Linked DNA regions of Mus musculus: all the other regions are linked to region 1. The links are chromatin contacts, called in public HiChIP or PLAC-seq, Micro-C and promoter capture Hi-C maps. All regions are on one chromosome and are shown on one strand. The core of a region is the stretch at or near the end of the contact, and the rest is flanking DNA. Distances in the headings are between cores, read along the strand shown. Region 1 holds the start of Anp32e (acidic (leucine-rich) nuclear phosphoprotein 32 family, member E). Region 2 overlaps Adamtsl4 (ADAMTS-like 4). Region 3 has its middle 6.1 kb from the start of Adamtsl4. Region 4 holds the start of Mtmr11 (myotubularin related protein 11). Region 5 overlaps Otud7b (OTU domain containing 7B). Region 6 holds the start of Ecm1 (extracellular matrix protein 1). Region 7 has its middle 16 kb from the start of Gm30044.

Region 1 (3,019 bases), core at 317-2,816:
GGTGAAAGGATGGGGCGGAGGGGACGACCCATTTTTGCTCCACAAGACTTCTGAGAAACTGCTTGTTTTGATTTGCTTTGCCTTGTTTGACAGAGTCCCACTTGCAACCAGCGTCCTACCTCGGCCTCCCTCCCAAGGGCTGGGAATTTCTTGATATGAGAAGTACAGATTTACAGATATACAGAATTACAGATATCACTCACCACGTCCTGCTGACAGCTTTCAACTTTTGAGTTTTTCTAGAATCTTCTAAGAAGCTCTAGAAAACTTCCATTGCTCCCAGAGATAACCCTCACAGCAACAATGTTTCCACCACCTCTCTCTCGCCTCCAGTCACCAAAACCCGCAAAGGAACCACGAAAATCAGCAGGGCTCAGGGACCGTTGGCTCTGCATGATAACTGTGGAGGCCCGGCAGATGCCCGCCTTTGAGCGGGCGTCAAGGGACCACGGCGGCGCGGACCCCTTGTCCCTCGATTTCACGCCGCGGCCGCGAATCAGCGAGCCTGGTCCCCGCCCGCCGCGGCCAATCTCCAGACCCGCGGACCTGGCGTAAACCGCTAGGGAATCCGACGGCGGGGAGTCGGGGCGACGCCTCCCGGGCCCCCTTCAAGACTCGGGACTCTTCCCTACGACCGCACTGAGCGCAGCGAGGCTCGCACAAGCCTCCAGCTTGCGTAAAAGTCCGCGCGCCACGCGGATCGCGGCCCGCGCCGTCGGGTCCCGGGATTCCGCTGCGGCCCCGGCCGCGGCGCGTGCTGCCCGCGAGCGGGCACGGTCGGAGGGAGCGTGGGGCACAGATCGGCGCGAGTCCCACACCCGGGGCCGCGGCCGGCCGAGTGGCGGCGCCGCGGGAAAGTTACACCAACTTCGCAGGTGGCGAGGACCCGGGGGTCGCGCCCACGCCGCCCGCGCCCGCGATGCCGGGCCACCAGTCTGCGAGGACGCCATGGGGCTGAGCCCCCGCGCGCTCACGAAAATGCCCCTAGAAACTTAAGCCCTTCGCCATTTTAAGCACAAGAGCCTGGTGATTTAAAACTTAAAATAAACACCCCGCCTCCACCCCAAGTGGGGGCGCGCTTCCCAGCCCGCCCTGCGCACCCACCCGGACCCCCGAAGCCCACCCCTCACGATCCAGGGCGGGAGGGGACTATGGGGGCTGAGTCATCTCACCTCCTCCGGGGCTCTGTTCTTCAACTCCATGTTAATCTTCTTCTTCATCTCCATGTCCTCCTCCTTTCCCCTCGCCTGCCCTCCCCACTATCCCCAACCCTAAAAAAACCTCTAAAGGTCTGGAGATGAATGAAAAGAGACGCAAAGACGAACGCCCACTACCACACGGGTGTGGGAGAGAAAGAAAAGAATAGCAAATGGAGTCCGACGACTTGGGACTAACTCGGCTGCCCCCACCTCCGAGTCCACACACCCGCGCGCGCACACTCGGGCACGCACACACTTTCACACAGAGAGAGTGAGGGAGAGAGACACGCGCGCGCCCGCAGTTCCTTCCCCTTCAATGGCTGCTGCGAGACTGAGCCTCCATGACACGGCACCGCCAACCCCCCCTAGCCTACACTCCACCCACCTCCCAACGGGATTGGTCGAGTCCTTAGCGTCACACGACTCCATTGGGCTAGAGGGTTGTCCATTTGTCTTTAGGGGGGACCTGGACCAGAAACTCAGTGTCTATTGGCTCTGACTAGGCGCGCAGTTAATTCCGATAGGTTCGGGAGGATGTACGTCCCGGAGAAATGATTTTGAATCCCAGTCGCCCCCCTCCTTTTCTTTGTGTGATTGGCGCGCTTTCCCCTTGGTAGTAGGACGGTTTGGGTGTCTGTTGGGTTTGTTTTTGTTTGTTTGGGGTTTTTCTGGCTTCAGGGTTAAAAGGAAGGGAAAAGGCGTCGTTGGCATCCCCAAGTTGTAAGTGGGTCATGCAACACACTGCACCCAGAGCTTTCGGTGGTCTTAAAGCACAAGCCTTCTGCTCTGCGGCTAAAGTGTAAGCAGGGGCGCGAGCGCGAACAGCGTGTTGGTGACACCTCCCCGTCCCGAACTGCTTGTAGAACCAGAGCGTGATAAAGAAGGTATTTTAACTTCCAACATAAAGGGGGGAACGGCTCTGAAAGCAGAGTTGAGTTTAGCACGTTGAGTCAGAAGCCTTTAAATAAAACTGTCCAGGAGGAGTTGATACTGAGGTCATTTGTCACTGCTAAAAAGTTGGAATATTAGAGCCAGCCGCGGTGGCACACGCCTTTAATCCCAGCACTGGAAGGCAGAGTCAGGCAGATCTCTGAATTCGAGGCCAACCTGGTCTACAGAGCGAGTTCCAGGATTACACAGAAAGGGGGGTGGGGTGGGGAGAGACTGTTTCCAAAAGACAGAAAAACAAACAAACAAAATTGACACCTTAGAGGAAAAATAACACAGGCCTAAAGAAACACAATTATCAGAAACTGTCCAGCAAGGCCTCTCCTTTCCTACAGGAATCTACTTAAAATGTTCTTTTAAGTGTGAGGGGATGGAGAGGCAATGACCTCTAGCAGAGGTTCCACCCTGGTTCGATTTCTAGCACCCATATAGTGGCTCATAATCACCCATAACTACAATGCCAGGAAATTCAGAGGCATCCTCCGGACTCCACAGGCCACAGGCACAGATGCATTGTGTGTGCGTACGTGCAGGCAAAACACACGGATATGCAAAAACAAAATAAGTAAATTAAAAACAAAACCAAAACTTTTTTTTTCTGTTTAATGTTCCTGAAAGATCCAACATTCCTTTAATCATAGCCCTCAGAAGGGAGAGAGGGGCAGATCCACAGTCATCTACTAAGTAAATCCAAGGCCAGCCTCTGTCACAAAATAACAATAACAACAGAAACTATGTAATTATTTCTTTTAGATTCCTTTTTCTCTGCTTCTTAGTTGCCATGTGTTGCAATTCCTTCTGTGATAAACTATACCAAGATCTGTGAACTAAAACAAATCCTTTCTCCCTTCAAAATATTATTTTTATCTTTT
Region 2 (3,019 bases), core at 313-2,812, 250 kb after region 1:
CAGCTCCCGATGCCCTCCTCACCTGAGACCTTCCAGGAAGCGGCCCTGCAACAGCCAACCCTGCAACCAGCGACCAGGTAAAGAGCGTCCCACCCACCCCAGTAGAGGGGATGGAGTTGGACTATGGGCAGATATGAGAAGAGCTGGTGGGATTGGGTACCACGCTCCCAGAGGGGATGATGTCAGTCCAGTCTTGTGCCATTGACCTCTGTCCTCAGATGACCAATGCAAGGACAGCTCTCCACACTGCCCCCTGGTGGTACAGGCCCGGCTCTGCGTCTACCCCTACTACACAACTACCTGCTGCCGCTCTTGTGCCCATGTCCTGGAGCAGTCCCAGCTGGAACCGGCTTGAAACGGGTCCCAGAGACCCTGCCTTCGTGGTTTTCTTGTGCCACCCACTGACTAGCCCGCTCTGTACCCTCTGGCTTTTCACCTGGTCTCAGCCTTGCCAGAGGGATCCTCCAGGGTGAGAGACCTACAGTGTGATAGCTCAAGAAGTGTACCTGACCTGCCTGGGGGTCTGTCCTGTGTATGTTTATCACTTCCACAAAAGCAGCTTGAGAAAGAATAGGAAGTGGGCGGTGCCTGTATCCCTCATGCTTTTCTGGGCTGGGGAGAAAGGGGGAGAGAGCAAGGTTATATTTCCACACTAATCTGAGCTACATAGTGTGTGTCCCCCAGAAGTTCCAGGTCTGTGCCCCAATCCTCGTCTCCACATCTTCTAAATTACCCTGTTGTTCCCATCCCTGCCTTATCTAGTCTCTGTATTCCTACCTCCCTCATTAGCAGGGGCAGGGATCAGCCACTGCTACCCTACCTTACTGGGGAAGGACCACACCTCTCCAGGGCAGGGACCACTTGTGTCGAGGGTGAAAAAGAGAAACGTCAGCATAAGACATCCTAGCCCCAGTCGCCACTTCACACTGAAAATGATGCCCACCCCAGAAGTAATTTATTTTTTATTAAAGTTGGTTTTGACATAAACATGCTCTTCGTTATGTTCATGGGGACCCCACCATCCGAGCAATGTGAGGCCAGATGTGGTGTGGGAAGAGGAGCGGCATTTAGGGATGGGAGGAAGATGTGGTCCTCATGGGCTGTGGAGTGAGCTTCAAACCTGGGGCAGTCTGGATCAAGGGCCTAAGATTCTGTCCCACTACAGATCTGCAGATGGCTTACTGGCCACTAGAGGCCGCTACTTTTCCCAGTTTAGGAGCAGTAATGGGTGCTTGGATCCCAGCAGAGAGCCTGTGGTGGGCTTTTGGGTAGGCTCTTCCTGTTGTCTCTAGGAATCCAGCAGAACTTTTCAATGCAGGGCTAAGCTGGCTTGTGTGCGCACGAGCGTGGGGCATGCATGTTGCTTTTCAGGTTCTCTCGCTCTGGCCCTGTCTCCTCCTCTTTTACCCACTTCCCTGCTAGATGCCTGCTTACTGCTTTCCATGGGTGCATGGGGTGGTAACTTTGCCCCCTCTCTTTGCTCAGCAAAATCATAGGAGCTTGGCCCGCATGACTCTGTGACTGCAGGAGGAGGGAGGAGGGGCCAAGGCAGGACCAGATGTCCTGCCAGAGACACATTCCACAGAGATGTCTCACCAGGCCTCCTCCCTCCCCCACCACTTCCCTCTCCCTGTGTGTTTCTTTCAAAGTAAATAACTTGTTAAAGGTGGAGTGGACAGCCTTCTCCAGGGTCCTCTTCCCTGGCCCCTACAGTTGGTTCTGAGGCCTGACTTTCTTGCTGCCGATGCCCCGCTGGAGGCAGCCTTGTTCTGTCTGTGCCTCTTCAGACAGGCTGAGTATGGCCATTAGTAAAAGCCTGCAGACAGTTTTACTACTATTTTCTGAACACAGCTACACTCCTTGGATACCAAGTTCCCCTAAGAATAAAGTTGTTCCACTGTAGCAAACCCTTTGCTACATTAGAAGGGTACAAAGCTCCCTGCCTTGGGACTTAGGCTGTCCTCCCGCTGGATGTGGCTGAGCAGGAAGATGACAGCAAGCACAGTGTAAGGGGACTGAGTGGGTGACAAAGGAGGGGAAGGAAAATTAACCCCGGACAAACGGCTGAGGCGCCTGCTTAATATATCAAAGTGGACCTGACAGTCAACAGGTTCTCCCAGCATCCCTCAGTCGCTGTTACAAGGGTATGACTGGCACACCCTGTCTCCCAGCCCACGGGACTGGACTGCCCCTCCCTTTATAAGCAACCGTCCTGGCTACCTGCCCCTTTTGTACCTTTGGCCTACTGGTAGCTGGACCTGGTTTCTGCTCCCTTCCCCTCCCCCCTCTCCTCACAAGGTCAGGATCACTCTGAACTCTCCCAGATGTGGCTGCCTCTGGCTTTGTTCTTCTGATCTACTGTAAACTTTCTCCTTCGTCATACCTAGGAGCAGTCATATCTGTTCCTTTTTATTTCTTTTTTTTTTTTTTAATTAAAAAATAAAGCCATGGGTGATCCCAGCACGTGGGAGGCTGAGGCAGGAAGATCACAAGGCTAGCCTGGGCTATACTTGTGAGACCCTTTCCCCAAATACACCATGAAAAAAACCTGACTTTGGCCCAGGACAGGGGTTCCACAAGGAGGCTACAAGAATGCCCTGCCTCTGAAGAGGGTCAGGTGTGCTTCCTTCTTAGGTGACCCTGGAAGGACAGGCAAAGATGTAGGGACCAGAGAAATGGGGCCCAGGAGTCAGCTTCCAGATGCAGGCAGTGAACACAGAGTCCCCGAGCAAGGGAGGGGTGGCTGCCCTCCCAGCCCGCCCATCAGTTCCTGGAAACAGGGCTGGGGTGGAGGCCACAGCTCAGCTGACTTCCCCTCCCTTTTGAGGCCTCTTAGGGTTGTTGCTGGGCAGGTTTAGATTTTGGTCTGGGCTTGAGAGCCAATCACAGGTGGAGAATGCAGCCATAGCCCTCAAGGGTTCCCCCCAACACCTCCTTTCTTTTTCTGATCCCCAGAGCTTCTCGCCTCTAGCCTGGGGGGTGGGGGGGGAGGGGGCGGGAGCGGCGGTGTCTGCCCTCT
Region 3 (3,019 bases), core at 174-2,673, 240 kb after region 1:
AGACGGGGAACTTTAAGTGGCACATCAGCTAGAAATAGTCTTGCTCTTATAGCATCATTAACAATAACATTGTGCTATTTTTGTAGGTGACTACAGCTTTCACACACATGCTTTCTCTTTTAGTTTTTATGACAACCTATGAATAGATACACTGGATTCTGTTAATAGTCCAGACTTCATAGAGGAGAAAGCCGAAGTGTAAAGTGCTGAAGAGCACAGCCCTCACAGAAGGCAAAGCTCCCTCTCGTGCACTGTCTCCAGGCCCACTGACCACTCAGCAACAGCAACAGTCGTGAGTACTACAGTGGGCTTTGCAGCCACACAACCCTAATGTGTGTGGGCTACTTTGTTCATTAAGACCCTTAGGGACAGGGCTCCATGGTGGCTTGTGTCAGGAGGAGGAGTCCTAGCTACTTAGTCCCTACTTCATCATAGCGATACCATTTGATCAAATGTGTAAAATGGGCGCAGGAGAGATGGTCCAGAAGTTGAAAACACTTGCTCCTCTTGCAGAGGACCTGGGCCTGTTCCCAACACTGACATGTGGTGGCCAACTCCACTGCCAAGGGATTCCTATTCTGAACTCCATGGGTACCAGGTACATCCCCATGCAGACAAAACACTCATACACACAATACATTTTCAAAATTCTGTAAAATGGTTATGTCACGACAACACCAAAGACATCTGGGAAACCTTCCCAATCAGCTGAGAACATTCTAGAAGCCTGATCTAGAAGCTCTAGTTAGTGACCTTGTTTCCCAAGCCAAAAAAAAAAAAAAATGTAGGGAGATTTATAAGCATACAAACACACTTAACATAATTGCCATAGTAGTGAGGATTATGTAACCCTAATTCGGGTCAAGGTCATGTGTGGTCAGTCTATCCAATACCCTAAGTATGTACTTCCTGTTCCGAGAACCCAGTCAGCAAGCAAATATACTCAGCATGAGGACGTCGGGGCCTGGCTGGAAGACACTAGTAGATGAAAATATAGATAAAATCAGGAAGGACTCTGTCTTTGAAGCTTTTGACTAAGTTTGGACTTCACAAAGCAGCTGGGAGTCCAGGTTACCCATCCACACTTCAGTCTTCATCTTACCCAATACATCATGTCCTGTCCCTTCATTGTCTCAATGCCCAAGAACCAGCTCACCCACGATGGCATGAGACAGCAGCCAGAAAGTGCTGGAATGTGGCCAGAGTTGTTTAGGAAATACTTATCACTTCTTGCTTATGGGCTCACCCCACACCCTTACAATAAATACCTACTGTGTGCCAGGTAAGACGGATAGACTCAGAGTACACACAGTAGAGGGTCTCCCATCCAGGAACCTGGGAAGAGAACAACGGGAGGTGGTGGTTCCCTTGGGAACAGTGAGGAAGTGAGCTGAGTCAAACCAAAGCTTACAGGTCAAAAGGGCATCATTGATGAGTGTGACAATGTGACAGGACCAGGAAACCAGGGCTAGCGACCAGCCAGGCGTGTCACAGTTGTGAATGGAACATTGCCTGTGGAAGAACAGAGATGAACAAACCATGACTCTGAGAGGGGAAAAGACAAAGGACAGAGTTTCAGGAAATGGTTGCCATGTCCACACACCGGAGGCAGACAGTTTCAAATTCCTTCCGGGGTTCTAACTGTATATACTGGTATTGGCACCAGCACTTCCTTCCTTGAGAAAGGATAACATAAGATAGTTCACTTTGATATGATGACTAATGCAACACCCAAACAGACTTAAACCCACTGCGTCACTAGGGCAGGTTTGGACCCTCAATCCTCTTGCCTCTGTCAGTGCTAGGATTACAGATACTCTGTGCAGGAAAGAAGTGACTGAGTAAAGTTATCGGAACTTCTCAAAAGGTTTGCTTGGACACAAGATATATCGTTAACAATGCTGACAGGAGCCCCACACCTGTCACTGAGGAGGTAGAGGCAAGGACATTTGGGGTTTAGGGTCATTCTTGTCTCCATAGCAAATTTGAGGCCTAGGACAAACATAGACAGAGATAACAGGGCCTGCCTAGAAAACTGAGGAGCAGGACTGAGGAGATGGCCCATCAGTTAGGGGCACTGACTGCTCAGGCAGAGAACCCTAGTTTGGTTCCCGGCAGCCTCATGGCAGGAGCTCATTCTCAAGGGATCTGTCACCATCCTCTGGTGCCACAGATGCCAGGGATGCACATCGAGCCTAGACAGACATGCAGACAAAACACCCACACGCATAAAGTGAAAACAAGTAAATCTTTTTTTTTTCTTTTTTTGGTTCTTCCAGGCAGGGTTTCTCTGTATAGCCCTGGCTGTCCTGGAACTCACTCTGTAGACCAGGCTGGCCTCAAACTCAGAAATCCACCTGCCTCTGCCTCCCAAGTGCTGGGATTAAAGGTGTGAGCCCACCACTGCCCAGCGAAAACATGTAAATCTTGAATAAGAGGAAGAAAAGGCTGGGGATGGGTGGCAAACTGGTCCCTACTCAAGTGCTTCAGGGAGTTCCCAAACCCGAGCTCCAGGGATGCAGTTCATCAGAGTTACAGGCATGGGCAGGCCATCACACTCCACGTTAGGACTGTTTCTGTTTGCATACCTATAAATAGAGTAACTGTCATCACTGCACAGAGCCACAAGACAGAGTGACATGTGTACAAACCCTCACTACGGTCTCAGGCAGAGTAAATACATGCCTGTTGCTAAATTATTATTAATCTGGTGCCAGAGGTCAAACCCGGCGCTTTGATGGGTATGTGCTAAGCCCTATCACTCAGCTTGGCCACTGAGTTAAATCCAGAGGGCATGGCGTTGTTATCATTAAGATATTTTTAGGGAAGATGGCTCAGCAGTTAAGAGCACTGACTGCTCGTCTGAAAGGTCTTGAGTTCAATTCCCAGCAACTACATGGTGGCTTACATCCATCTGTAATGGGATCCGATGCCTTCTTCTGGTGTGTCTGAAGACAGCTACAATGTACACACATACATAAAATAAATAAATATTTAAAAAATGAGTGTTTGCCTGTAT
Region 4 (3,019 bases), core at 319-2,818, 230 kb before region 1:
CAAACTTACCAGCCTCTAATCGACCAATGTTGATCAAGGCAAAATCATTTTCACTACTCAGAGGAGTATCCTAAAGGAAGCACAAGACTGATGCTACAGACATGACAGCCATCCCTGTCTTGCCTTGCTGCCTCCGCCCCTCCCCCGTAGAAGGCAGCTTCCATAGAAATAATTCTACCATTTACTGATACATTCACAAGAAAAACAGAGCATTGCTATGTAGCCTAGGTTAGCCTGGAACTCTCATGGTCTTCCATCTCAACGCCCCACCCCCCAACTGCTGGGACACCGCACCAAGCTTTTCTATTACACTAATCACCTCACCTGCTTTCGCTGCCATCCACAAGGCTGGAAGGTTACCCTAAAGTTAGTGCAGATCAGAGTTCCAGGCAGGTCTAGTCCTGGCCCTTTCCTTCGTCCTGGTGCCCATGCTAGGATATGCTCCCCTAAAAGGGAGAAAGAGAAGCAAAGGTCTAACTATCCCCAATGCTGCCCCACACTTCTATGTGGCTACTCGTCTATCCTTAGATGTAAAATTGAAGGAAAAGAATAGACTTTTTTTTTTAACTTCTAAAACCCTGCATAGAACGTGGCACATATACACTCACTGGTCTTTGGATAGTTAATAAGAAAAGTGGTAGCCGGGGTGAGAAAGCAGAATGAACAATGTCCAGGCCTTCCACAAGCTCTGAGGAAGGAGGCAGGAGAATGAGTCTCAGAAACACTTCGAGGAAAGGAATAGGGAGTATCTTTGGTGAAAACAAAAAAGGATGGGGTAGGAAGACTTTTAAAGGAATCTAGAGAGGTCATTTTATTACCTGGGAGACAACCAGAGGCCAGGCAGCTGCCAAGCTGATGACTGCTGGGCTCCGGCATCCTGTTCCCTGGGTTAGACTTCGGTCCAGAGAGCTGAGCAGGGGAGAGAGTTAATCTGGGACCCCCTAAACTCAGAATCTGGGATTTCTCCAGTAGCTGCCTTTGGAGACCCGCATTGAGTTCATTTGTTCGGGTTCTTCCCCCCCCCCCCCCCCCCCTTCTCTGCTCTGCTCTCCTCTCCTCTCAGGGAAATTGAGATCACTGACTGCGGCTGGCAGACAAGACAAGGAGGGGCTGGTTAATGGATAATGAGACAACTCGAGACTGAAAAAGGCAGACGAGCTCCATAACAGTTGATAAAACAGATACACCCTCCTCCTCTGAATCCTTTCCTTCCCCTTTAATTTCCACAGCATCCCATTCACACTCTCTTGTTAGCTACCCTCCCATTCCTTTTCCTTACCCCCATCTCTGGCTCCTCCTTCTGGGGGGCAATGTTGAAACTCTGGCCCCGGCCCCCCCACCACATTTCCCTGGCTCCATCCGGGAGTAGAGCAGCTAAGGGTGGGAGTCCTCAAAGATGCTGGCTCTTTTTGGGGAGAGGCTAAATCCTAGAGGTGGGGAGAAAGAGGCTGGGGAGGACGCAGCGGTAGCGGCATTTCGGATACCAGGAGCACAGTTCCAGGGGTCTTATTTGAAAGGTGTGTCCTGCCCAGACAGGGGAGGCTCTTTGGAAACTTCGGTGACTCTAAGAGAACAGGCAAGATGCCCAGCCCCTTAAAGGAGAATACGCAATTTTTTTTTTCAAAGTAGAAAGGAAATGGAGGAGCTTAAGAAAGATGGGAGGAATGGGGGAACTGGGGATACCCAGATTCCCTTAACCCACATCCACATTTTAGTCTCTTTCTGTTCGTGAATATTAGTGGGTGTGACGAGGGGAGCAGTAGTTAAATGAAAACATTTTGGGCTAGCTCTCTATACTTTTTCAATGAGAGATGAAACACTAGGAAACTCAGTTATTTTGGTTTCGTTTATTCATGGGTTTTGTGATTTTGTTCATTTTCAGCCTCCTCTGACAACCTAACGGGTTGAGAAGGGGACATAAAGGGAACTGAACCTTGTGTCCTTTTCTGGAGAGCGTGACAGGCCCAGGGGCAGAATGGAGTGGACGGAAATTGGTGTGTCTGGGATGCAGACACAGCACAGGTATTTTGGTGTGCAAATCTCGGCAGTGGGGCGGGAGCTAGAAAACCCAGAAAAAGATCGTGGTATATCTAAACCAGCCTTTGCGCCCGGCGAGCGCACCTCCCCACTCCCGCAGCCACCTATTCCTATGGAAAGCCCAGCCCCAGGTACATGACTCCGCCCCTCCAACCCAGTCACCAGATCTCCTAATGAATGATTCATGTTCTGGACTTTGAAAGCTAAGGACTGGAAAACTCTTTTCAGCTCCAGGATCACATTTCCCCCTCCTTCCCTGCTGAATTTAAAAAGCAAAGATGGGGCTGTAGGGCACTGAACAGAGATGCTAAGGAGGGCAGCTTGAGGGCAGCATGTTTCAACACGGAGAAGACAGGAAATGAAATACAAAATAGGTGTTAATGAGCTGCTGTTTTATTGTTTTTGAGTCTGTACAGAGGCAGCAATCCTTAGGTGGGGGCCGTGACATTCAACACTCCCTTCCCCACAGCACACATCCTTCCAGCCTCAGCTTCCAAAGTTCTCTTTGTTGGCTGCAACTGTGGAAATAGTGAACTAGCATGAGCAGAGACTGGAACAAACAGGTATGTACTTGCTAGCAAGCTGGTCTAGACGCCTGATTGTAGAAGTCCTAAAGACTGCTGGTCACCACCACCCCACCACACACCTCAATGCTTCTGGAATAAAGTATGTAGTAAGGAACAGCTTAGGAACAGGTGTGCCAAAATCCCATGACCTACTTTTCTTCTCCCCACCACTTTCCTCCGAAAGCCTCATTCTGTTCTTTAATATCTTGAGGTATGGGAACAGCAGAATATAGAGGGAATGGTCAGGACGGAGAGAAGTGATGTGATCATCGCCTAACCAGAAGCACAAAGGGGCTGCAGTTGAGGATTAGGTTAACAGGAAGACTCTCACCACCTGCAGCACAAATGCAGATAGATGTCCACTGGATGGAAAGGGGATAGAGAGGCAAGGAGCTGTGTCAGATTTTTCCATTTTC
Region 5 (3,019 bases), core at 261-2,760, 210 kb before region 1:
TTTCAATAGAAGCAACTAAAATGGAGGGTTTACAGCACTCAAAACATTTTTCTGATCCCCTTAAAATGTTCCAAATCACCCTAATGGGATTTTGCTTTCTCTTTTCTCACTTTCTCCTTACCTTCTAGAAGATCTCGAGCCAGCCCTGGCTCTGCACCTGTGGAACGAACAAAATCCGACAGGACAGCATCCATGTCCAGGGTCATGGGATCATCAGGTACTCTCAGGCAGCAGGATGTGAGCAGAACATAGATCCAAATCCAGGCTCTGACCTGAAAAGGAGATGCATGCACAAGGCTCACCTAACCAGAACAGCATCATCACAGCCCGATTTCAACAGTCTCTTAACACATGCTAACTGTTCTGGTTCCTTCATTCCAACTGAATTTTCAAACAAAAAATAAATTTTTTCATGAAGAATCACATTTCATTTCCTTGTTAACAATATTTTAATACCTACAGTAACTACAAACTACTCAACAAAGCTTTGCTTCTGCTTTTTTCATTGTTTTGGTTTGATTTTTAAGGAGAAAGGCACTGAGGATGTAGCCCAGGGATTGCATATACTAGGAAGTGCTCTATACCCACCCTAGTGCCATGTCTGCCCCTCCAGTCTAAAGGGAGAAGGCAGCAATCTGCTGCCCTAGAAAGCTCTCTGACCTACAATATTTCCTAAATGGCGCCATGCTCATGTCCCTCCTGAAACATATTGATTATTAAGGGTTTTTGGTTTTGTAGACAATGCTTCGTATGTAGCTCAGGCTAACCTCAAACCTGTAGCAATCATCCTGTCTCAGCCTTGTGAATGCTGATATTACAGGTATGTGCCACCATGCTCTGGCTTTCTTCTGAACGTACTTTAATCACTCTTTGCCTAGCCTTTGATTTTCTTTTTCTTTTTTTTTTTTTTTTAAAGATTTATTTATTTATTATATGTAAGTACACTGTAGCTGTCTTCAGACACACCAGAAGAGGGAGTCAGATCTCGTTACGGATGGTTGTGAGCCACCATGTGGTTGCTGGGATTTGAACTCTGGACCTTCGGAAGAGCAGTCAGGTGCTCTTACCCACTGAGCCATCTCACCAGCCCTAGCCTTTGATTTTCATGTCAAATTTTTGGAAATAGGAAGTTGCATGTCTTCTTTACTGATCTATCCTCAGGATGAACTACTTGACACAGTACAAGGCACACTGGCCCTTAGTAGATACTTATTAAACAAAATAACACTATACAGCAGATGACTTCAAGGCTGACTAATATTCTCATGCTAGTTGAGAAAACAGGAAGAGTAAACTGAATGCTGAAACTTCTCAAAATAACAAACTATTCCACACTCTGAGTGGAGATCCCAGAGGCTCATCCCAACAGTCACTAACTGCAGAACTCAGGAAACACAATCAGAAAGAGTTGTCTCCCAGGACAAACGAGTGCCAGTTTACCTGAGAAAAGATCCCTCTTTCAGACTTGACTTTAGCAGAAACTATGTCCCTGACCTGACAGCCTGGCACCATGTCAACATTCCTCTGAGGTTAATAGTCCCAGCTGAGAAAGCAAAAATAGGGTGGAGATCCACCTCTGACCACACTCATTAGTCTTACGGTGCTCTGTAGAAGGGGCTCGTTCATAAAGTGCCCAGGTATCCAACTGTCTCATTGCACCCACTAATCATCTTTTTGGAAAAGACAAAACCAGAATTGTTGAAAACAACAGATGACTCAGACAATACATTCCTCCGAAAACCTAAAGCCTAAGCATGACCTCCAAGGATTTTTTTCTTCACTCCTCTTCTATCCCTTAATACAACTTTTTTGTAGTATGATCTGATTCCATTTTTCTACATTTTTAGAACTAGTAAGGCAAATAGCAAATTTTTGTGGGTTGTAAAAATTATAAGTCTCTAACCTGATAACTGAATTGTTTTGTTGGTGGTAGTTCTTTGGATTTTTTTTTTTAAAAGAGAAATCACTATTTCTTATAGTGCTCTAATAATACAAGAAACCAATGGGTACAGAGCATGATTTATTCATATCCCTAGTCCAACACTGAGCAAGGTATCTACAATATAATAGGCAGTTATAAATACCTAGTGACTAAATTCATTATAAACAAATGTCTAATTTGCATCTGTTTCACTATCCTAAGCACCAAGCCAGCAATCCAGCCTAAGGTAAACAGCCCCTGCTGTTAATCTCACACTAATCCAGAACTACATGAAGAGCTTCTGGCCAAGCTTTCTATGAAGTGACCCAGCCCCCTTGCAACTTGTGCCTAAGAATTGAGTTTCAAGCTCTTAGTGACAGGGAGATCTCTAAGGTCTGCCCTGGGCAGGACAGCAGACAACATGGACTTCTACAACTTTCCCCCAAGCCTCTGAATAAAGTGTTTCAACAACAACAACAATAAAAAGTATTGAATTTCAAGGCAGGCAAGTATTACACATTTCTAACATCAGCACTCAAGAGGCAGAGGCGAGAGGATTGAGAATTCAAAGCTACAAAGAAAGACCCTGTCCAAAAAAAAAAAAAATTAAATGCTTTCAGAATTCACAGGTGAATGAAAGGCTTTTCATCTAATGCAAATGAGAATTCTCTCCAAAGCCCACTGTATTCACCACTTTGTCACAGGACATGGGCACTATCCAAGTAACAAACATAAATAGTCCAAAATTAAGAGACTAACTCCAAAATGAACTTAAATCTTTACTCTTAAAAAATAAAATAAGGTAAACTTGTGTGGTGGCTCAGGTCTTTAATACTAGAATTCTGAAAGCAGAGGCAGGCAGGTAATTCCCTGTGAGTTCGAGGCCAGCTTGGTCTATGTAATGAGTTCGAGGGCAGATAGAACTATGACACCCTGCCTCAAACAAACAAACAGACAGACAGACAGTCAAGCCACTGTAAGCTACTCTAACAGCTTTCTGAAAGGACGTGGGAAAGACGAAACAGCACACACAGCGCTCCGTGGAACGAAGGAGACTGAGCCACAGGCATGCAAACAATTTCCAGCCAGATCGAGAGA
Region 6 (3,019 bases), core at 213-2,712, 190 kb after region 1:
ATGGTAGGCACACCTGTAATCCCAGGATTTGGCAGGTACAGGAGGGAGGGCAAACATGTGAGGCCACTGTGGGCTGTATGTAGCAAGATTATCAGTGAACCAGAAGCTGTAGTGCTCTGTGGTGGAGCACTGGCCTCCAATGAGTTAGGTCCCAGCACCAAAACCAATAAAGGCATTAATTAATTGCCTTGTTTATTGTTGTGTGGGTGGAGGCAGCTCTAGGGGACAAGAAAGGTCTTAGGGAAGGAAGTTGCTCCTGACTCTTGGGCCTCTGGAAGCAAGAAGCAGAAACTCCTAGCCAGACCGCCTGACTGGGGCATCACGCATGCCCGTTGCCTTGGCAGCACTGAGAGCAAGCCCCGCCCTGCTGTTTCCCCTTCCTGTACCGTACCCCTCCCCCCAGGTCACACACATACAGTTTTTCTTTTTGTGTAGCTCTCCATGTTTGTCTCTGTCTAACTGACTCTGTATCTCCCAGCCCTGGGCTCCTGACCTGCAGGGAGAGGGGAGTAAAGCCCGGCCCACTTCCTTATCTCATCAGAGTGGACAGTCAGCAGCAGGGCAGGCGAGCTAAGCATGGGCTTCAGCCACGGCTAGGCTCTGCTCCTACCTTTCCTAAAGATTCAGGAGTTTGAAGTTTCTGCAAAGCAAAAGGAAACAACCCATAGGGTGACTTTTGCTTGGGTTTGCAAATCTTTCCTCTTCCTGCAGTGGTTGGCCAGAGAGAGCAGAGTCAAAGGACAGTGAACGTACGCACGCGAGATAACCGGCAGCTCGGGGAGCGAGACCTGGCCGAGTCCGTGCAGAGACTGCTGGAGTTACAGAACGCCAGGGTCCCCAATGCAGAAGAAGTGTTCTGAGTCATGTCCATTGGTGATGTACAGACTCATGAGAGCCGTCCGTCCCTTTCCACGGGACAGTAACCCAGCTGGCAGCCCCGCATGTCCCCGAGGCCTCAGAACTGCTCTCTGAAAATAGACATGGTGTGGGGGCTCCCCACAGAAAGGAATGCTGTACTGACTGGATAGAAGGAGAATAAAAATATACTTGAAGCCAAGGCTGTGCCTTCATCTGAGTCCGAATGCTTTACTCCCTCTTTCCCAGACCTGAGGCAAAGGGATACTGAGGCCTCTGACCAGCAAGGGCACTGCCTCAGGCAGCCATTCTCCTCCCACTCCCACTCAGGAGAGTGTCAGATCCATTCTTTATAAAGGACAGTATGCAGATGGGAAACTGAGGCACAAATTAAGGGTCCAGATGACAACTTGCTCCATGATCCTCTGCATCAGTTTGGAGGGGATCCAGGAGTGCTCCCTTCCATCACCTCCATTCTTCCCAGGCTAAGGAGGCTCCAGGAGTCTGGGAGGAGTGGCTGTAAGAGGAGGAGCAGCAGGGACTGAGTCATGGCAGGAAACAGGGGGGCGGGAGATAGCATATAAAGAGAGACAGACAGCAGGCCTTGAAGTTCACAACGGCAGTAGCAACAGCCAGGGGAGCAGGCTTGCAGCAAGTGGCCCAACCCCTTCAAGTCTAGATCTGCCTGTGACAACCAGCTTCTGGGTGACCAGTGACCAGTTCTTGCCCCAGGATGGGGACCGTATCCAGAGCAGCCTTGATCTTGGCCTGCTTGGCTCTTGCTTCTGCTGCCTCTGAGGGAGGTGAGTCGGGGTGGGGTCAGCAGTTGCTTAAGAGTCTGGCTCCAAAGAGCTCAGCAGTTGGGTGATTGGCTTCCTTTATATGAACATGTCACTGTGAAGTGGGGCTGAACCTTTAACCATGGAGGCTGGAACAGGAGCAGAATAGCTAGAGGTAGTTGCTAAGAAACACAAAAATTAGAGTCAAATAGACACAAGACAGGTGAGTTTACAGGGTGAGGATCCTCCTGTCAGAACACGTGAGGAGGGACGAGGAGGCAGGTGAGGAGGAAAAGAAGCCCTCGGGCTGCTAAAACTCAGCCTACCGAGCCAGGGAGCCTAGACTGGCTCACTCTGGTCAGAGGACGAGTTAGAGTTCACCCACATTCACCCCCTATTACACACACGCACTGCTTTGAAGTCTGAACAAAAGGAAATACCAACTCTGGACAGGACAGAGACTTAGATCCTTCTATAGATAGCCGTGTCTGAGACAGCTCCACCTCGCTGCTGTCCTGGTTCCTAGGTTTGTGCCTTCGGTTCAGCTCCAGATGTGAAGGTGCTTTGCCAGCCTGGTGACCTGTATTCCGTCCCAGTAACCCACATGGAAGGGGAGAAATGACTCCCACAAGTTGTCCTCTGACCTATACACATCACCACGGTGACACACTGGCCCCCTCCACACATACACAAATAATATTTTTCTTGTTTAAGAAACCTAAAATAAGCTGAGATTGAAGGGGAAGGCACTTAAACATTTGGCTAACCGTCCCACCCAAAGGCCAAAAGTATTTTTAAAGGCCTATAGGAAGAAGTTTGAAGAGAGGTGGATCCTGGAACATCAGCGCATTGGAGGGGACGGCAGCCACAAGCCCCATCCAAGGGAGATACTGACAGGAAATCAGACCTCCATTCCCAGCCACATTCTTTTAGACCCCAACTCAGAACCCAGCCACTCAGAGGGGAGGTGTGTGACAGGTGGCTCCCCCACAGCGGGCTTTCCACAGTCTCGGCCTCCACAGCCTCCCCATCCTCTGTCCAGGACCAGGAAAGGACGCCTCAAAACTGCCTGACTTTTGTCTTTCCTTCCTCTAGCCTTCAAGGCTTCAGACCAGCGAGAGATGACGCCAGAGCGCCTCTTCCAGCACCTCCATGAAGGTGAGAGCCTCAGAACTAACCAGATCGGATGAAGACGGGTGCTCAGGACAGCATGGCTGTAGAATTTGTGGGGAACAAGCATGCAATTGGGAGGCTCTGAGTGTCTCCCCTCTTGCCTCTAGTAGGTTATGCAGCACCCCCTTCCCCACCACAAACCCGGAGACTCCGAGTTGACCACTCTGTAACTTCTCTGCATGACCCTCCCCTCTTTGAGGAACAAAGAGAAG
Region 7 (3,019 bases), core at 345-2,844, 160 kb before region 1:
TTTCCTAAAGTGACCTGGGTAGTAGTTGTTGAAGTTGATCCTCTGGTAGAGCGCGCAACCAGCATTACCCAGCCTCCTGGAAGCATCCAGTATTCACCCAGGCTGCCCTGGCCATAGATTATGTGACCTTGAAGTTTCCAGATCTTCTTCAGTCTGGTTGAAATGGGGTCACCTAAAGCAAAGAGTGACTCCCTGCTTGTGGCAGTTGCTGGATAGCAAAACAGTTTGGGGCAGGCAAAATGGCTCAGGGGTAACTACAGCCCAGCGAACCCAATAACCTGAGTTCAATCTTCAGGACCTATATGATAGGAAAGGAGGACTGACTGACTGACTCCTAAAAGCGGCCTTTTGAATACCCGAAAGCACACACACACACACACACACACACGCACGCACGCACAATCAATATATCAATGCAATGTAATAATAAAAATGTTGGTCCCAAATTCATGCACATTCAGGCACACTAAATATACTTAGTGAGAGAGAGGGAGAGAAAGAGGGAAACAGAGAGAGAGAGAGAGAACATGAAGGTGGAAGGGAAAAGTGGTAGCAGATAGGAGAGGAACTGAACAGGCAGGAAAAGGGAATAGATTTGATCCAAACATTATGGATGCATACATACATACATACATACATACATATAAATATTTAAAATGTTACAAATATTTTTATCTCCTTGGTATGTCAGTCTTCTCTGATGGGCTTTGATTCCTTGCTCATCTGTGTTCCTTTTCATGTAGTGCATTATGTCATTTTCAAATAGACATGTTTGTTTCTCATGTGTACACTTCTTACACTGTCACATTGCCTCCTGAGCGTGGGGATCAAGGCATGTGCCACCGTGCCTGTGGATTGTGGATTTTTTTGGAGACAGGTTCTTAGGTTGCCTGGCCTTCAACTTGCCACTAAATGGATATTATTAGTAGTAGTAGTCATAATTATTATCCTGAATGCCTGATCTAGAGTTTCCTGCTCTCACCTGTAAAAGGCACAGGCGCTCACAGATACGCATTGGAAAAACCAAGAACTTCACTCACACAGGGTTGTCTCCTCAATGGAGGAGATATGTACCTGGTTTCCACTCGGAAGGCTGAGAGTGGATGTTGTTAATGACCTGGTGACCTTTGTGTAGGGCCAGGCCCCACCCCAATCTCCCAGAATGTTTATCCCAGACTCTTCCTCCCTAGACATTTATCTTTAGTTTTGCTTCTTGGCCAATAGGACCCATCCTTGGGGGAGATGTCACATGTACTTTATAGCCTGGAGACTTCTACACTATCTTGGTTAGAGACCACACTAAATCCTAGGCCCTTAAACTGTAGAACCCATCTGCATGGTTAGAGGCCACATGTACTTTGCAAAAGAGTTTCAAGATATTCACCCTTTAAGCTTTAGTATGCACATGGGAAGGAATAATTATTACCAGAAAACTGTTTTCCAAAATTGTACTGTACTTAAAGATGTCTAAAAAAAACCGCCCAGTGTCAGACTCCAGAAGTTTGAGCCAACACCAGATGACTAAGTCATACTGAGCGGACTTTCCTTCTTGCTCATGCCTCATGCAGTCAGTGTCCCTGCTGGCCATGTCCCTGCTGGCCATGATGCTTGCAGGGACGATCGCCCTCCTCCACCCACATTACCTCCTCAGTTCTGGGATTACAGTCATGGTCCATCACAGCCAGATTCAAATCTTTTCTAATTTTTCTTTTGAGATAGCATGTATCTTAACTCCTCTACTATCTAAAGGGTATAGTGAATTTTACTTAGAGACTTTCTAAGATTGATAGTAAACCATTTCTACAATCTGGTCACAATAAGTCACTCACTGAATTCCTGATATTTAAGACTTTGTGCTTTCATTCATAAGAAAGGATGGCCTGTAATAATCTTTTTGGGTGCTATTTTGTGCAGTTTGAGAATTCTGTTTTCATCAGGTTGTAAACTGACCCTGAGAGTTCTTTTTCTTTTCTGGGCTAAGTCATACTTATTTCTCTGTCTCAATTTTAGAGTATAAACTGTATGAAGGTAGGAACTGTCTCATTAATTGATCTCTGAGCTGTAAGACTTGACAGGAAGTAAAGAATATAGGATCATCTGGGCGTGGCCAGGCCTGGGATCCCAGAAGTCAGAGTCATCATGAGTCATGTTGGTATACACTGAAGACTTCAGGGCAGTCAGGGCTGATGAGACTCTACCTCCCCACCCACCCCTCCACTTTCGAATATTAGATAAACAGCTCTCCCTCTCTACTTCAACTTTTCTTTCTTTTTTTTTTTTTTTTTTTTCTTTCTTTTTTTTTTTTTTAGAAATCAAATTGTTTTATTTTCTCTAAATCCCTCCAAGCCCAGGAAAAAGGAGTCAGCCGTGGGGATCACTTCACTAAGCAGTTCAAGTATGAGCAACCTCCAAACTTGTCACCATCATAGCTTAGTGATGCCCCCGGAGGGGCAGCAGCTGAGGAGTGAGAGAAAGGGAGGGTGGAGGCTGCCTGGGGTGGGGGCCTCCTCACTGTCTTCATCTTCACACCAGCTACACTGCATCTCATACTCCTGCTGTAGGGTCATCTGCTCTGAGGCTGTCAGATGCTGCAATTCTTCTGACTTCATCCGCTCGTGGTACCTGGGCACGTGCTCGGAGGTGTAGGGTACCAGGACCACCTTCTTGCCCACTAGCATGGTGTTCTGATTCAGCTTCATTGTAGCTGCCTGTTTCCAACCCTAGCCTCCAGCGTCCAGAGTCCACGTCACTCGGCTCTGGCCCTTCCGTTTTCCTGTCTCCAAGCCCCACTCAAAGTTCTCAGGCCTCAGCCCTTTGCGTGGTTCCTCGGCCGTCTAAGCGCCGTAGTTTGCAAAGTGCAAAGCTCACAACCACCCCCTGCCCTACTTCAACTTTTCAAAGCCTTGTATTGGTAATTATTGTATTTCTTTCTTGTCTCCCTTACTAAATTATTGTATTTTTCACTTGGGCTTAACAGGAAGAATCTAAAGGATAGTTGTTGAATAAATTAAAGAACATG

Evidence for each region. Promoter capture Hi-C pulls out the DNA fragments that hold promoters and counts their contacts. Hi-C and Micro-C count contacts between places; a contact is called where the count stands out from the background. HiChIP or PLAC-seq counts read pairs in DNA pulled down with a chosen protein or histone mark.
Region 2: a Micro-C map of embryonic stem cells shows a contact between it and region 1, with 2.5 times the contacts expected there. The contact joins the enhancer-like site here to the promoter of Anp32e in region 1. A contact is called at or near these places in 2 of 39 promoter capture datasets (the HPC-7 cell line and liver), 2 of 484 Hi-C or Micro-C datasets (B cells and embryonic stem cells), 2 of 115 datasets of contacts at active chromatin or transcription factors (effector CD8 T cells and extraembryonic endoderm stem cells) and 1 of 9 other capture datasets (liver).
Region 3: a FOXA1 HiChIP or PLAC-seq map of pancreatic cancer cells shows a contact between it and region 1. The contact joins the enhancer-like site here to the promoter of Anp32e in region 1. A contact is called at or near these places in 2 of 39 promoter capture datasets (the HPC-7 cell line and liver), 2 of 115 datasets of contacts at active chromatin or transcription factors (extraembryonic endoderm stem cells and pancreatic cancer cells) and 1 of 9 other capture datasets (liver).
Region 4: a promoter capture Hi-C map of liver shows a contact between it and region 1, with 6 times the contacts expected there. The contact joins the promoter of Mtmr11 here to the promoter of Anp32e in region 1. A contact is called at or near these places in 6 of 39 promoter capture datasets (cranial neural crest, frontonasal cranial neural crest, liver and 3 more), 1 of 15 datasets of contacts at CTCF or cohesin (large pre-B cells), 3 of 484 Hi-C or Micro-C datasets (liver, nephron progenitors and uterus), 12 of 115 datasets of contacts at active chromatin or transcription factors (the SCID.adh cell line, astrocytes, craniofacial prominence and 9 more) and 5 of 9 other capture datasets (adipose tissue, embryonic stem cells, liver and 2 more).
Region 5: an H3K4me3 HiChIP or PLAC-seq map of bone marrow-derived macrophages shows a contact between it and region 1, with 2.8 times the contacts expected there. The contact joins the enhancer-like site here to the promoter of Anp32e in region 1. A contact is called at or near these places in 2 of 15 datasets of contacts at CTCF or cohesin (the NIH/3T3 cell line and large pre-B cells), 3 of 484 Hi-C or Micro-C datasets (bone marrow-derived macrophages, liver and nephron progenitors), 5 of 115 datasets of contacts at active chromatin or transcription factors (bone marrow-derived macrophages, embryonic forebrain, embryonic stem cells and 1 more) and 3 of 9 other capture datasets (adipose tissue, embryonic stem cells and liver).
Region 6: a promoter capture Hi-C map of liver shows a contact between it and region 1, with 2.8 times the contacts expected there. The contact joins the promoter of Ecm1 here to the promoter of Anp32e in region 1. A contact is called at or near these places in 1 of 39 promoter capture datasets (liver), 1 of 115 datasets of contacts at active chromatin or transcription factors (pancreatic cancer cells) and 2 of 9 other capture datasets (adipose tissue and liver).
Region 7: an HNF4G HiChIP or PLAC-seq map of pancreatic cancer cells shows a contact between it and region 1. The contact joins the enhancer-like site here to the promoter of Anp32e in region 1. A contact is called at or near these places in 1 of 484 Hi-C or Micro-C datasets (rod photoreceptor), 7 of 115 datasets of contacts at active chromatin or transcription factors (bone marrow-derived macrophages, embryonic forebrain, embryonic stem cells and 4 more) and 1 of 9 other capture datasets (pancreatic islet).

The regions. Positions count from the first base shown.
Region 1 is chr3:95,927,804-95,930,822 of GRCm38.p6, reverse strand. It overlaps Anp32e (acidic (leucine-rich) nuclear phosphoprotein 32 family, member E), which reads right to left and starts at 1,566. Exons shown (of 7, transcript NM_023210.4): 1 at 1,173-1,566. The coding sequence starts at 1,226. It overlaps Gm46815 (a long non-coding RNA gene), which reads left to right and starts at 1,798. Exons shown (of 3, transcript XR_001783926.1): 1 at 1,798-2,083.
Region 2 is chr3:95,674,169-95,677,187 of GRCm38.p6, reverse strand. Adamtsl4 (ADAMTS-like 4) reads left to right here. Exons shown (of 18, transcript NM_144899.3): 17 at 1-77; 18 at 219-987. The coding sequence ends at 355. Gm52627 (a long non-coding RNA gene) reads right to left here. Exons shown (of 2, transcript XR_003954671.1): 2 at 946-3,019. Among named protein-coding and RNA genes, the nearest start is that of Gm52627, 3.5 kb to the right of the region's middle. Within about 2 kb of position 1,562, at least 274 of the 459 cell types and tissues checked have an H3K27ac peak or open chromatin away from gene starts, as enhancers often do. A contact at or near this core is called in B cells, the HPC-7 cell line, embryonic stem cells and 2 more, where this site is marked.
Region 3 is chr3:95,692,510-95,695,528 of GRCm38.p6, reverse strand. No RefSeq gene overlaps it. Among named protein-coding and RNA genes, the nearest start is that of Adamtsl4, 6.1 kb to the right of the region's middle. Within about 2 kb of position 1,423, at least 89 of the 459 cell types and tissues checked have an H3K27ac peak or open chromatin away from gene starts, as enhancers often do. A contact at or near this core is called in the HPC-7 cell line, extraembryonic endoderm stem cells, liver and 1 more, where this site is marked.
Region 4 is chr3:96,160,519-96,163,537 of GRCm38.p6, reverse strand. It overlaps Mtmr11 (myotubularin related protein 11), which reads right to left and starts at 1,568. Exons shown (of 17, transcript NM_181409.3): 1 at 1,280-1,568; 2 at 819-909; 3 at 325-446; 4 at 10-70. The coding sequence starts at 1,345. Otud7b (OTU domain containing 7B) reads right to left here. Exons shown (of 12, transcript NM_001025614.1): 12 at 2,409-3,019.
Region 5 is chr3:96,133,727-96,136,745 of GRCm38.p6, reverse strand. Otud7b (OTU domain containing 7B) reads right to left here. Exons shown (of 12, transcript NM_001025614.1): 2 at 122-272. The coding sequence starts at 206. Among named protein-coding and RNA genes, the nearest start is that of Mtmr11, 27 kb to the left of the region's middle. Within about 2 kb of position 1,510, at least 25 of the 459 cell types and tissues checked have an H3K27ac peak or open chromatin away from gene starts, as enhancers often do. A contact at or near this core is called in the NIH/3T3 cell line and bone marrow-derived macrophages, where this site is marked.
Region 6 is chr3:95,738,012-95,741,030 of GRCm38.p6, reverse strand. It overlaps Ecm1 (extracellular matrix protein 1), which reads left to right and starts at 1,462. Exons shown (of 11, transcript NM_007899.3): 1 at 1,462-1,658; 2 at 2,730-2,792; 3 at 2,915-3,019. The coding sequence starts at 1,589. It overlaps Tars2 (threonyl-tRNA synthetase 2, mitochondrial (putative)), which reads left to right. Exons shown (of 18, transcript NM_027931.3): 18 at 712-1,057. The coding sequence ends at 860.
Region 7 is chr3:96,086,551-96,089,569 of GRCm38.p6, reverse strand. No RefSeq gene overlaps it. Among named protein-coding and RNA genes, the nearest start is that of Gm30044, 16 kb to the left of the region's middle. Within about 2 kb of position 1,594, at least 55 of the 459 cell types and tissues checked have an H3K27ac peak or open chromatin away from gene starts, as enhancers often do. A contact at or near this core is called in pancreatic cancer cells, where this site is marked.